3 separate regions of the Sus scrofa genome follow, and all the other regions are linked to region 1. A link is a contact called in public HiChIP or PLAC-seq and promoter capture Hi-C data. All regions are on one chromosome and are shown on one strand. The core of a region is the stretch at or near the end of the contact, and the rest is flanking DNA. Distances in the headings are between cores, read along the strand shown.

Region 1 (5,022 bases), core at 2,234-4,733:
CGTGCTGTAATAGCCCCTTCAGGGCGTCCAAAGGATTGCGAGCTAAACCTCCCGACAAGCTCAGGCTGGTCCGCCTCGAGCTCTCAGAGCGACGGCAACGCCTTCAAAGTCAGTCGTTCACACGACTTAGGATTCCGCCAAAGGAGTTTACTCCTTCTTGTTTTTCTTTCACGTTTTTCTGTTATAAAAGTCGTATAAAAGTTGAAAATCTGGAAACCATGTTTTAAGAAAGAAAACGAAATCATTCCTCATCAGACCAGTCAGGGTGTGAGTCTATATTCTTTCAAATGAGGCCACGATATTTACAGTTTTATAACTTGCTCTTTTCATTTCGCAGCCTGTTCCTCACGCGGATCAGGGCATGGCAGATTTAGTCAAGCAATCCCGACGGTGGACACTCGGACAGCTCCCGGTTTTTCCCTATAGGACATAATAACCAGTCATCTGTATAAACCTGCTGTGATGCACCGCCGCATTCATGATATTTTTATGTATCTCTGAATGCTTCCCAAGGGCAAATTCCTAAAAGTAAAATAAATAGCCAGCTGAAAGAAAAATACATGTTTTCTAAATCTTCTAGTGTAAGCTACCAACCTGCCACATTACACACTACTAACCTTCTCAAATTAGCTTTTAAATTAACCGAGGCTACAAAAGCTTCTGGGAATTGAAACAAATGACCTGTCTACACCGCTTAGGAAAACAACACATTATCTGGTTATAAGAGGGGCCCGTGAAAACCGTGCCTGTATAAACAAGCAAGAGGCACTCGGGTGGTGGGAAAAGCCGGGTCCAGTCTTGCTCCACCCATTACTAATCGTGTGACCTTGGACAGGTCGCAGTGTTCTCAACCCCCTACTGGGCGTTTCAGTGTTCTCATCCTTGGCGGCTACACTATTACATAAGCGTATGTAGAACACACATAAAGGACCTGGCACTGGTGACTGCTGTATTTTTGAAGCGCTGCAGCATGGGAATAAAGCACAGGCTTTGGGAGTCTGATGAGTAGTTAACTCCAGGCTCTCCTGATAACTAACTCAGTGGCTTTTAGCCAAGTCATGTCTTCTCAGAGAATTCTTTTCTCATTCAGGAAAATACTCACCTCAAATGCCATGGAGGGGATTAAATTACATAAAGCTCCTGGCACATAGTACATACTCTGGTTTTGTTCTCTTTTAATGTATTTCACACCCAGGATGAGCCAGAAAGATACAAGGGTGAGTAGGCAGCATCCAATGGCCTCTTAGACAGCCCTGTGCACACGGGCCTGGGGAACGTACTGGGTGCAAAGCTGAGAAGTTAGAGAAGGGAGCCAATGAAAGATGCTGAAAGGGAACCAGCTCAGCTTCCGAGAGAGAGTCCTCAGACCACGTGAGGTCTGGCTGCCCTCCAGCAGAGAGAGGAAGCCAGGACACAAGACTTTCCACGGGAATCAGTCTGGCCCTCAGTCCCACTGGGAGCAGCTCTGCAGATGACTGAGCAGATCCAGCCCGGGGACCACAGTGCTGGGCAGCCTGCCTGATTTCAAGACACCTAGGCCCTCCCTCACCAGCCCCAGCTTCCGGAACAGTTAGGAATTTCTGACTGACAACCAGGTCCTACAGTATAGCACAGGGAACTATATTCGATATCTTATAACAACCTATAATAGAAAAAAATCTGAAAAAGAATACACATCTATCTTTACACATGTGTATGTACAACTGAATCACTTTGCTGTAGACCTGAAACTAACACAACGTTGTAAACTACCTATACTTCAAGTTTAAAAAATGGTTATAAAAAAAATTCTTAACTAGATCAACTAAGTTTTCCCCATGACATTTTCTTAATCCTCTGATACATATATCTACTTGTCTGCTAAAACAAGAAGCAAAAAAAAGTAAAAGAAAAAATAGAATGTGCTGGTTCAACAATGGTTTTTCATACAAAGGTACAAACGATTTTGTTTTTTTTATTGGTTTTGAAGATACCACAGTTAAATTCTGTGCCAGCCAAGGTATTCTAATTTGCATACTGGAATTCCAGAAAAGGGCAGAGCCTGTGGCTCTGCAAAAGCCTGACTTGCCAGCAGGGAGAGGCTTGGGGAGTCTCTGAAGACCAACCTGCCAATGTCCAGAATTACAGTTGGGCGGGTGGGGAAAACCTCCAGCTCCCCGAGGGCCAGGGCTGGGGAGGGGGGTTGATTTGTTTCCCATTTACGACAAGAGTTCCAAAGGTGTAACCTCGGTTTGAAAACCCAAAAACCTTTAGCTTGTTGCTCCAACCAAAAGATGCCAGCCCAATACAAGATCAAATTAATGAAAGGACTGAAGCAGTAAACAGAGTTGAGGCCAACGAAATGATTTAAGGAAAAGACTTTGACTCCAAAATGGAAATATGAAACAATGCCCTCCAAGAGGCAGAGAACCTTGGGCCCTCGGTCCCGTCAGCCTTGCCTCCGAAGGAAGGTTGTGACCCAGGCCCTCTGCTACCTTCAAGGCAGGAGGCCTCCAGCTTCTGCAAAGCATGATCAGGAAAAGCTGAGTCCAGGAACCCATGCAAAAGTACAACAGGAAGTTCCTCTAACGAAACTGCAAGGAAGTAGAGGGTGCAGGGAAAACTTGTGCAAACGAAAAACGCTGGGGAGGAAACGGGTTTTTAAATTTTTTTTTCCTAATTCCAGCTTATACATTTCCCCAGAACAGGATGACAGTTTGCAGTTTGAGAGAAGTCTCCAGGGAATGTCTTACACAGTATTTTTCCCTCTCAGTTTGCAAACAGATCTCCTAAGGTTTAAGCTCGGGTGACCAGGCATGGCCTACTACATCGCTGTACAAAGCAAATCATCAAAACCCTTTTCTTAGGTCACCCCCTCCCCCCAAAAAAACCCGCAGAGCCTTTGGCCAAGGCGTCCCAAGGAGAGGCTGACACCTCCTTTCGAGGTCCTTCCAAAGCCGTCCCCCAGACGCTCCGGCCGCGACAGCCGGGAGTCCCCCGGGCGCCCCCAGGTCCCAGCGCCGAAGCCACGCCCGGTTCGCGAGCGCAGGACCCGGGGCCTCCCGACGAGGGCGGAACCGGCCTGCCCGCCGCCCGTCCGCCGCGATCGGGGCGCTGAATCCGGGTTCCCAGACCGCGCCGCGCTCGGCCCGCGCCCTCCGAGCGGCCCGAAGGAGTCTCTCCCGGGCCGGAGGGGCCGCCACCCACCGCGTCCCCGGGAGCCGTTCCAAAGTCGGGCCGAGCCGAGCGCCGGACGGGCTCCGGCGGGCGGGGGCGGCGCCGAGAGTCGAGCCGGGGGCCGGGGAGCGACCCGGGCCGCCTCCCTACCTTCTCCTCGCCGTCGTAGATGCGCACCCCGCGCTGCTGGATCACCAGGGTCTCGTTGATCTCCAGGAGGCCGCTGGTCCACACGAAGCGGTCCATGGCCGCCGCCTGGCCGGCCCCCGCCTCACTCCCGCGCTGGCGCTCCGGGGCGGCCAGCCGAGCGCCGGGCAGCCTGCGGCGCCCTCTGGCGGCAGGCGGAGAGGAGGCCGGCAGGGAGGGAGAGGTCCAGCCCGGCCGCCCTGGGGAGCGCGCGCCGCCGGGGGGCGGGAGGGCGCCCGGAGACCTGGAGACAAGCTTGGCGCGCCCTCTGGTGGTACATCCGCCAATGGCCCGGGGGGAACTTCCACCCCATCCTTTGTCCAGATGGGGCACAAACCCAGATCTTACAAAGGACTTCGAGGGAGCCCAGATTGCAGCCTGGACCTCCTTATTGTGCATTATTCCTGCATATTTGTGCCATTTCCTTCTCAGTGCCCAGCATGCTGTCATATTCATTCAAAGCTGTAAATGATGACTTTTTTCCCTAATGAATATTTATGACCTGAATTCTTTTCACATAGCTTCAGTCAGTGTATAAGTACTTATTTTGTGCTCTCCTCTTTTTTCCCATTAAAATCATCTTTATTTAAACACTTGCATTAACATAGACCTCATGAATTTACTCCAGATAATATTCAGTGTGTAGATGTCTTAAAATTTACCTGTGGGTTGGTCCCCACAAACTGGTCCCTGAGTGCTACTCCCATCTGCTGGGCCTCTTGCTGCTGTCCCTTTCATTTCTTTAGATATTTTACATTATAAATGAAGCACCTATATTTGTACTTCTGCAACTGAAATGCATTTTCCCCTTTAGGATTATTTTCTTAAAGTGTCTTCCCAAAGTAGAATTACAGCTTTAAAGAGACCCTGCTACATACTGGGGACTTATTTAGCTAGGATGTGCTGCCACCAGCAAGTCAGTCTTTACCCAGGCCAAGTCGCTTTGACTACATTGAGTGTTATCCCTTCTGTAAATTTTTTTACCACTCAACTGTTTATTCTTGTTTCCTTTGTGTGTGTGTGTGGATGAGGCTATTTCTGAATATCTGTTATTCTTTGATTATCTTTTAATCCAAAGGAAATCATCTCCCTGAAGCTAACAGCTCACACTGTACAAAATTGCTCAGGAACATGGGACAATTCATTGAGACCAAAGTAACACAGGTCAGGGGAGGAAAGGGTGCAGAAAAGGAGGTGGAGCTGCTGGGGAGGTTGGGCGACAGCAGGAGGGTGTGGAATCCTGGAAACCAAGTGGAAAGAGGGTACAGGCGGAAGGACGGGTGGGTCAGGGGACTGATCACTGCTTTTACCCTGTGGATGTTTGGTGGCCTTGGCAGGAGTGGGTCCAGTGGGGTGGTGGAAGACCATCTTCGTGGAGTGATTTTTTTAAAAGAGAAAAAGAGGAGAGGACTTACAGGCAGGGAACTAGACGAGCCTTTGGAAGAATTTGGTTGGTTTGGTTTTTATGTGTTGGTTTCTTTGCCCAGAAGCAGAAGGGGAAGTGAGATTGCCAGAGAGTTTGGTTGGTTGGTTGGTTGGTTGGTTGGTTTTTAAGGCGGAACAAATAATATGTGTGACTGCTGAGAGCAGTGATCGAAGTCAAAAACCTGATAAGTGATTGGTGGGGGATTTGATGGAGGGACCTCGCTGAGTGAAAGAAGAGCGCACCGGAGAGGGTCA
Region 2 (4,993 bases), core at 721-3,220, 1.1 Mb before region 1:
TGAAAGAGTCCTATGAGAGCGAATATATTTTTTTGATGGCTTTTTGGGGCCCCACCTGCGGCATATGGAGATTCCCAGGCTAGGGATCAAATCGGAGCCACAGCAACGCAGGATCCAAGCCACGTCTGTGACCTACACCACAGCTTACAGCAATGCCAGATCCTTAACCCACTGAGCGAGGCCAGGGATCAAACCCACAACCTCACGGTTCCTAGTCGGATTCATTTCTGCTGTGCCACGACGGGGAATTCCGAGAGCTAATGTTTGTGAAAATGAACAGTAGGTTGTTCAGCAGTAACTTGACAGGACGTTTAAGAATGGGTTTACAGTAATCAAATCCTTCTTTAGTTTTGTTTGATTATTAAGGATGCAGGTTTTTCAAGGATGTATCACAGTCACCATTCTGACTTTTTAAATTTTTTTTAAAAATTAGGCTGCTCTATCTACTCACTTTGTTGTATTAGACAAAGGTTCTTAGTATAGTGTGGAACAGTCAGTAGCAATCCAATCCAGAGTACCTGGTCAGTTTTTGCATCCCTGAGTTCACCTAAATAGCTAAAACAATCATGGCAAAGAAGAAAGCTTGGAGGACTGAAATTCCTGATTTCATACTTACTACACCGCATGGTAAACAGTTGGCACTGGAATAAAGACAGACTAGAGAGCAATGGGGTAGAATAGACAGCCCAGGAATAAACCCTTGCATGTATGGTCAGATGATTTTTCACAAGAGTTTCAAGACCATTCAGAAGGGAAAGGACAGTCTTCCTCAACAAATGGTGCTAGGAAAACTGGATATCCATATGCAAAGGATGAAGTTGGATCATTATCTAACACTTCATGTAAAAACCAGCTCAAAATGGATCAGAGGCCTGAATGTAAATGTAAGTTATCAAACTCTTAAAACCTAGGACAGAAGCTTCGCAATGTTGGATCTAGTAATTTCTTGGATATGACACCAAAAGCACAAATGATAAATGAAAAAGTAGGAGTTCCTGTCATGGCGCAGTGGTTAACGAATCCGACTAGGAACCATGAGGTTGCGGGCTCGATCCCTGGCCTTGCTCAGTGGGTTAAGGATTCGGTGTTGCCGTGAGCTGTGGTGTGGGTTGCAGACGCGGCTCAGATCCCGCATGGCTGTGGCTCTGGTGTAGGCTGGTAGCTCCAGCTCTGATTAGACCCCTAGCCTGGGAACCTCCATATGCCGCAGGAGCGGCCCAAGAAATGGCAAAAAGACAAAAAAAAAAAAAAAAAAAAAAAAGGAAAGAAAAAGTAGACAAATTGGATTTGATCAAAATTAAAAGATTTTGTGATTAAAAGATGCCATCAGTGGAGTAAAAAGGCAACATGCAGAATGGGAGAAAATATTTGCAAGTCACATATCTAATAAGAGATTAATGTCAAGAATACATAGAGAACTTTTAAACTTAACAAAAACTTCTGGCTTGATTAAAAAAATGGACAAAGCTCGAATAGGTTATTTCTTCAAAGAAGATGCAGAAACGGCGGATAAGCACGTGAAAAGATGATCAACATCACTTCTCATTAGGAAGGTGCAAATCACAATTGTAATAAGACGCCCATTAGGTTGGCTAGTATGAAAACAGCAGAAAATGGCAAATGTTGGGAAGAACGTGGAGAAATTGGAACCCTTGTGCACTGTTGCTGGGATTGTACAATATTACAGTTGCTGTGGAGAAGTATGATGATTCCTCAAAATTTTAAGGGTAAAATTATGACCGAGCTATTCTCCTTCTGGGTGTATATCTGAAAGAACTGAAAGCAGGACCTCAAGGACATATTTGTACAGCTTTGTTTGAAGCAGCGTTATTCACAATGGCTGAAATGTGGAAGCAGCCCATTGTCCCTCGAAGGATTAATGGATAAACAAAATGTGGTATATATGTAAGGTGGAAAGTTACTCAGCCTTAAAGAGGAAGGAAATTCTGACATACGCTACAGTATGAATGAACCTTGAGGCTATTACAAAATAAGCCAATCGCAAAATGACGAATACTGTATGACTCCACCTCACAAGGTACTTAGAAGAGTCCAAATGGCAGAGGAAGACAGGAAAAAGGGTGGTCGTCAGGACTGGGAAGTGGAGGGATGGGGCGTTTCTATTGTGTGGCTGCAGAGCTGCGGTGTTCAAGATGAAAAGAATTGTGGTGGATCCTGCTTGCACAGCATTGTGACGGTATTTAGTACCCCCACCCTGTGCACTTCAAAATGCTTTCATTTCCTGAATGCCAGCTCACAGGGGACTCAGTAAATACCAGTTACATGAATGACTGGTTCACTTCATTTGCTTCTCACCCGTGGTCTGTCATCATCTTGCTATTACACTCACTATGCAAAACCACCCCGGATTAATTTGAGTTTTTAATTTCTCTTTTATGCTGTGATTGTTGTTCACTGCTAAGGGAAATGAGGTCTAGAGCCACTAAGGCGCGGTCTCCAACATCTACGACGCCTCTGTGGTGTCTGGGAGTCCTGCACGTCCACGCACAGCCCCTCATGGTTAGTTTCCTTTCACCTCTGTTCTCAGATCTACCATACTAGCTCCTATTAGAATGGCCAAATTTCTCCGAGTTGAATAATAAGCATTTTAAAATGTCTTTGCCAATATGATTAGCACAAAGCACCATGATTGGTTTTTTTCCAATATAGATTGTGGTGCTTCTAGCAAAAATGAGCCTTTAAAAATATGTTTATTGGCTGTTTGAGAATTATTTTTTCATGTCCTTTGCCATTTTCCTACTAGGTTATATCTTATTTTCTGACTTTTTTTTTTTAATGCATTATGAGTGTATTACAAATCCCTTCTCCGCGTCATCTTTTACCTTTTAATTTTGCCTGTAGTATTTTCTTACGTACCGCCTTTCATGTTTATGTAGTAATATCTAACTTTTTTTCTTTATTATTTCTCCTTTGAGAGCATGCCATACTTCAAAAACTTTTCAACAATAAGAAAATATGTTCAGAATTTAAGATATGCTAAAGTTAGCATCTGTCAGTGGGAAAATGTTAGATTATTTAATAAATTCATTTAAATATGCGTTCTGAGGTCTTTGTGTAGATTCACTTTTTTTTTTAGTGGAGGCTAGTGGCATGTGGAGGTTCCCATGGCCAAGGATCAAATCTGCACCACCGTAGCAACCCAAGCTACTGCAGTGACAATGCCAGATCTTTAAGCTGTTGTACCACAGGAGAACTCCTGTCATTTCACTTTGATATCAAATATTTAATGTACTTAAAGTTTATTTTTGTTCATGCTGGGAAGGAAAAATCTTAATTTATTTATCCGAAATAGCTATCCATTTATTTTATTTTATTTTCACTCAGAAAAACCTAGTAGGTTCTTATACAGTTTTTTCCCTATAAAGTTAAAATGAAAGTTGTAAGAAAATAAGAAAATATAATGGCTTACAAAAGATAAGTTTTAAGCATGGCATTTTCTAGTTGAACCTAGAACGGAATAAGAGGGGAAGAAAGAACTGTAATTTGAATGTATTAAATACTAATTAATACTACAGCCTATGTGAGTTTATAGCAATGAATAGGTTTTGGCTATTATTATTGTTGTCCTTGCTATCAATAATTATGCCCTAAAATGTTTTTCTTAGATATGAATTGGGTGATATTTAGGGATATTTTAACATTAGGGATTGCAATATCATAACATTTACAGCATATGTGTTGCTTATATATACAACTGTTCAGTTTTCTTTCAAGAATTATCTTCCCAGGGTTCCTGCTGTGGCACATTGGGTTAATAATCTGGCTTGTTTCTGTGGCGGGTTCGATCCCTGGCCCAGTGCAATGGGTTAAGGATCTGGAGTTGCCACAGCTGTGGCGTAGGTTGCAGCTGAGGCTTGGATTCGATCCCTCGCTTGGGAACTCCCATATGCCGTGGGGGCAGTTGACAAAGATAAAAAAAAAATTATCTTCCCTTTGCCAAATTTTAATGTTTTCATATTTTGCATGGTATCTTTTTCTTATTCTGCCTCTTGTAAATCATTCATCTCTTCTAAGAAGATTCTAGCCTTATGAGGAAAACAACACTTACTGCAGAATGTTCTTCATTATCAAAGCACCCAAGTAGAAATTTTTGATAATAGAATTTTAATGTTCTGAGGTCTTTGTGTAGATTTGTTAGGAAGAATAGATTTTAAAATACAGGTATAGCCAGAGATGAACTCTTTCCGTGATTCCTTCTGTGCTTTTAAAAAGACATATTTGGGAACTAATTCTTTTATCTATTATGAAAAAAAGAAACTTCAAGGACATCATTTTATTGAATGATGTACCTTTTTCATAACAAAGCAATTGGAAGCACTTGAGTGCTCAAGTGCGTGTACTCCCTTCCTTATCAGGCTCTCTTGAAACATTCATAACCGAGAATCCAGCAGAGTCTAAAGGGACTCTGTATCTATAATACAAAAGATACAATGTCATATCAATTTTAGCTAGAAAGACATTGTCTAAAATTCTTTTTCTCTGTAGTGATACTACAGTTCTAATTTGAAAGGAATGGTATGCCATAAATGAAACCTTTATCAAATTAGTAGGTGAGATGGATTTGTCCAGCTCTCTGAAAAAACAAACCTAAATATTCATTTAAATTTTGACTTAAATTCTAGGATAAGGTTACTGTTTAAAATGTCTTTCTACTGTTCAGATTGTAGTACCTGGACCAGCAGCTTGGGCATCACCTAGGAGTTTATTAGTTTAGCTAAAATTAAGAGTCTGAGGCCCTACCCCAGACCTACTATATCAGAATATGCATTTTAACCAGATTCTCAAGTCATTCAAATGCATGTTAAAGTTTGATAAGTGCTTTTTTTAGGTGAATACTTAGAGTTTTACATTATTTCTTGCAGATTATTCTGCCAGGAACAACAAACAAAAACAATGTTTTCAGTTAAAATGTTGTTTAAATGTAAATAAAAATATGCACAATAGAAAATTTATTAGAGTTATTTCAAACAAA
Region 3 (4,495 bases), core at 935-3,434, 1.2 Mb before region 1:
ATAATATACGCATATAATTATTTCTAATTCAAGCGCCAAAGAGAACCTTTAAGTTCTACGAACCTTTGTCCAGAGGAGGTGAAAAGAATGATACCCAAATGGAAGCAGGTTTCATGAAGCAGACAGCTGGTAGGTGGGGATACAGACATAAAATGCAGAGACTTTTTGGGGCAGAAGGGAGGCCATGTGCATGATGGTGATGAAAACACTGGGCATGTTTAGAAACAGGGAATTAAAATTCTTGCAGTGCAGCATAAGCTAAGTACAGGGAGACACTGAGAATAAAATATAAGGATGCATTTCTTTTTTTTTTTTTTTTTTGTCTTTTTGCTATTTCTTGGGCTGCTCCCGCGGCATGTGGAGGTTCCCAGGCTAGGGGTTGAATCGGAGCTGTAGCCACCGGCCTACGCCAGAGCCACTGCAACGCGGGATCCGAGCCGCGTCTCCAACCTACACCACAGCTCACAGCAAGGCCAGATCGTCAACCCACTGAGCAAGGCCAGGGACCGAACCCGAAACCTCATGGTTCCTGGTCGGATTCGTTAACCACTGCGCCACGACGGGAACTCCAAGGATGCATTTATCAGGCTGGGATGAAAATAAAGAGCACCTGAAAGCCAGAGACAGACCTGTGGATCTGATGCTCTATACTAGTTTGCTCCAAAGTGGGCCATAAATCTCAGGATGGATGTCAGAGAACGCAACCGGGTGGCACTTTCATTTGTAATGTGATGCATTATGGAAATGCACTCTACTGGTTGACTCTGGTTCTCTCACTATTCATATTTCTAGGTCACAGATCACACATACAGTATGGGTGGCATCCTGAGGGGGAGATTGGGTGTACCATGACGCTGGGATTGGGAGGGAGTCATCTTTTTTTGCTTGTTTTCAATGCTTGAGTTTGTACACCGGGGGGGGGGGGGGGGGGGGGGGGGGGAGGTAGGGAGGATTTATAGATTATGTCATCTAACTTTAAATAAACAGCCTCACAAAATGGCAAATGGCCTAAAAAGATTCCTTCAGAGAACCCACAAATTGAAGATAATACTAACAATATAGTCACAAATAAAGTAAAAGGGGCAGAGCTGACACTCCCCATCCTCTAAGGACAAGGTGTTCATAGCCTAAGTGTTTTAGTATATTAAGGAGCTCAACACACATAACTAGCATTCACATTTTCACTAAAAGAAAACCTTTATCTTCAATACGAATTGTTATATATAAATATTATATATATACACACCCATATAAAAATATACACATATTTAAAACTTAGGTCTCTGATGAGGCTTACCTGAATAATTATTTTTAACTGTTGGAAAATATTGATTTGAACTGTTGAAAATCCTGATTTTTACGGCTTTAACTTATAATTTATAGTTAGCATTATAAAATAAATTAACATTAAAAAACATAAAAATTGCTTTAAATATATTTAAATTTTACCATAATGTCCCTGTCTTCGCACTCCTACATATCATTCCAAGTTTCAGATTATTTTGTTTACAAATGCAAATTCAGAGAAGTGCAAATAAACACGGAAAGGTGGGGAATAATTTAAGGTTGCGGGCCTACCTTATTAACCTGTTCACATATTCAGCAACACACGAAGATTAGAAAATTTCAGGCCGCTTGGAAAGGTACCAAATGAAAAATGGAAACCTCCTTTCCACAGGAATGCCATCCTGGAAAAAAAAAAAAAAAAGCCTAAATTTACACATTTCTCTTTTTCACACAATCACACAAGTGTTTCACATTATATACACTATAACGCACCTTGCTTTTTTCACATACTAGATTTTGGAATTCTTTCCACAGCCTCATTTAAATCTCCTTCACAGCAGATAACAGTTGCATAGTATTCTAAAGTGATCTTAACTGGAAATAACTTTTACCGAACGTATTTGTGAGACACAGGGCTCCGTGTGTTTCACTTCTGCCTAGCACGAACTTTCAAAGATTCAGGATTCCACATGCCCTTTTAATCCCGTAAACTGGAATCTCCAAACTCTATAAATTTGCCCTGAAGTTTAATCTATTTTGCAAAGTCGCGCGTTAGTCTCGTCCCCTCTTGCTCCGAGAGTCCTGCCCCGCCCCTTCTCTTCCTTCCACCAATTTCTACCGCCCCCAGCAGCTCCGCTCAACAGGAGTGGTCAGGGCAGAACCTTCCCAGGGCGCATGCGCGGTAGGTAGGCGCATGCGCGATGCGCGGCTGCTGGCGCGTCGCGCACCGGGGCTGAGGTGGCCGGCGCCGAGGAGGGGGCGGGACGCGCGGCGCTATGGCTGAGGGTAGCGGGGAAGTAGTCGCAGTGCCCGTGACCGGGGCTGCCAACGGCTTCAGTAATGGGGCCAGTGGGACCTCGGCGCAGACCAACAACCCGCTGTCGCGGAAGCTGCGTAAGATCCTGGACACGCGGCTGGACAACGACAAGGTAACCGCAGCCGGCAGGGCCGAAGGTCCCGCGTCGTTCGCGGGTCGGAGGGACTGGGGGCGGCGTCTGTCCGACACCCTCTAGCTTGTCCCTTGTCCCCACCGCCGAGGGGACCCCAGGCCCTCGGGACCCGCTGTCGTGCCGGCATGGGGCGGGTAAGAAAGGGTAGGCCGAGGAGCCCCTGGAAAAGCGAAGAGGTTTTCTGGGTATTGCTCCCTATTTATTTAAAACGGTTCTTTCCTCGATGACTCTGGATCCGGAAGGTAAACGGTGGAGGCGCCCTGCTTCCGCAGGTGTTCGGGGGTTCTGAGCAGGGAGGGAGAGAGGAGACACCCCCCTGGGGGCGCAGAAGAAGAAACGGGCAAAAGAGGAAAATGCAAGATAAGGCAGGACGAAGGGGGGCCTTCGGAGGAACGAAGGCCAAGGCTAAGCATCACTGAGCTTTTCCATTGACAGGTGAAAACATCTAACAATTTACAGAGCGACAGGGCTACCACCTGCTTATGGTTCAAAGGAAACAATACTAGTTTTTGTTGTTGGCCAAGCACTAACAATTTACAGCGCGAAAGGGCTACCACCTGTTGATGGTTCAAAGGAAACAATACTAATTTTGTTGTTAGCCAAGCACTAACTGACGTGTGGGCTTGTGCTGTATTTCTTTACAAGATAAACCTCCCGCATCCTCTTCCAAGTACCTTCTGAAACTTAGAGCGGACTTCCCATCTCCACTAGTAGCTGCTTATCTCTTCTGTATCACTGAGTCCCTAGGTATATTGTCATGCCGTTGTGGTTAAAATAAAAATATATATGTAGAAGTGAGAGTTCTAAAGATGAATTTGTAGGTAACTGACAGTAACCTGTCAATAAGAATTTTTGTGTTAAAAAAATAACAATATAATGAGCTAAGAAAGGTAGGCTCTGGGGCCACGGATTATTGGCTCTAAACCACCAAATTGGTGCATTATGGTTTAAGCCCCTTCTCTAAGCTGATGTTAAAATTCTAAATTGGGAATACTGCTAATAACTTTCTCAGGGTTGTTGTGAGGGTTCAGGGAGAGACTGCTTAGCACAGGGCCCCAGCAGTTTTTCCTTATGAAATGTTAATTCTTATTAAATGCTAATATTATACAATTTCTTAAGGGTTTAAAGTATCTAATATTGACATGGACTATTTCATTTACTACATCTACTCTGATAAATTAATATTATCGCCTTTTTACCCAATGAGAAAAATAAGGTGTGGAGAGAATGTTACTAGCTTAAGTGACATACTGGGTAAGTGGTGAGCTGTAATTTGCCCCTAATCTTTGTGATTTTGTTCATTCAGCATTTACTGACTGACTACTCCTTTGGGCCAGGCCCTAGGACATTTCAAGCCTGTATTCAAAAGAAACAGCTTTGTTTTACAGTAAATATTGATAGTTAAGGATATTTTTACTCTCACATATTAAACTGAATTTAAATAGCTTTTTGTCAGTCCAGTATCCTAAAATATCATTATAACCAAAAAATGGAAAGGTCAGCCTCTTGGAACATACATGGTTCAGGTGTAGGAATTTCTGTCTGTAGGATTTAGGGTGCTATTAGATATCATGGGCTTGGAACTCTGCCTCCTCTCCTCTGTCCATATTCTCTCTGTAGAAGAACTCTTACTCTTTTTTTTTTTGGTCTTTTTAGGGCCATACCCACGGCATGTGGAGGTTCCCAGGCTAGGCGTTCAATCAGAGCTGTAGCCGCCGGCCTACACCAGAGCCACAACACCACGGGATCCAAGCCGCATCTGCAACCTACACCACAGCTCGCAGCAACACCGGACCCTTAACCCAGTGAGCGAGGCCAGGGATGGAACCTGCAACTTCATGGCTCCTAGTCGGGTTCGTTAACTGCTGAGCCACGAAGAGAACTCACTCTGTTTTTAAATAGTGAAAAGCATGATGCTTCTCTAATTTATGAACCTTGTTCTTGACATCTTTACTAAACTCTAGATTTGTACAATCATTTGTCTATTTGACACCTTTGTTTGGATACATGATCAACATCGTAATGATGTTTTAACATGG

The links. Promoter capture Hi-C pulls out the DNA fragments that hold promoters and counts their contacts. HiChIP or PLAC-seq counts read pairs in DNA pulled down with a chosen protein or histone mark.
Region 2: an H3K27ac HiChIP or PLAC-seq map of alveolar macrophages shows a contact between it and region 1. The contact joins the enhancer-like site here to the promoter of VPS36 in region 1. A contact is called at or near these places in 7 of 47 Hi-C or Micro-C datasets (epiblast stem cells, fetal skeletal muscle, mesenteric adipose tissue and 2 more) and 1 of 2 datasets of contacts at active chromatin or transcription factors (alveolar macrophages).
Region 3: a promoter capture Hi-C map of liver shows a contact between it and region 1, with 7 times the contacts expected there. The contact joins the promoter of COG6 here to the promoter of VPS36 in region 1. A contact is called at or near these places in 1 of 5 promoter capture datasets (liver) and 2 of 2 datasets of contacts at active chromatin or transcription factors (alveolar macrophages and skeletal muscle).

Annotation. Positions count from the first base shown.
Region 1 is chr11:15,731,986-15,737,007 of Sscrofa11.1, forward strand. VPS36 (vacuolar protein-sorting-associated protein 36) reads right to left here and starts at 3,484. Exons shown (of 13, transcript XM_005668376.3): 1 at 3,307-3,484. The coding sequence starts at 3,402.
Region 2 is chr11:14,612,236-14,617,228 of Sscrofa11.1, forward strand. The region is part of intron 12 of COG6 (conserved oligomeric Golgi complex subunit 6); the gene reads left to right. Among named protein-coding and RNA genes, the nearest start is that of COG6, 39 kb to the left of the region's middle. Within about 2 kb of position 1,971, at least 4 of the 83 cell types and tissues checked have an H3K27ac peak or open chromatin away from gene starts, as enhancers often do. A contact at or near this core is called in alveolar macrophages, where this site is marked.
Region 3 is chr11:14,574,020-14,578,514 of Sscrofa11.1, forward strand. It overlaps COG6 (conserved oligomeric Golgi complex subunit 6), which reads left to right and starts at 2,185. Exons shown (of 22, transcript XR_002336515.1): 1 at 2,185-2,435. LHFP (lipoma HMGIC fusion partner) reads right to left here and starts at 2,111. Exons shown (of 6, transcript XM_005668367.3): 1 at 1,780-2,111; 2 at 1,579-1,688.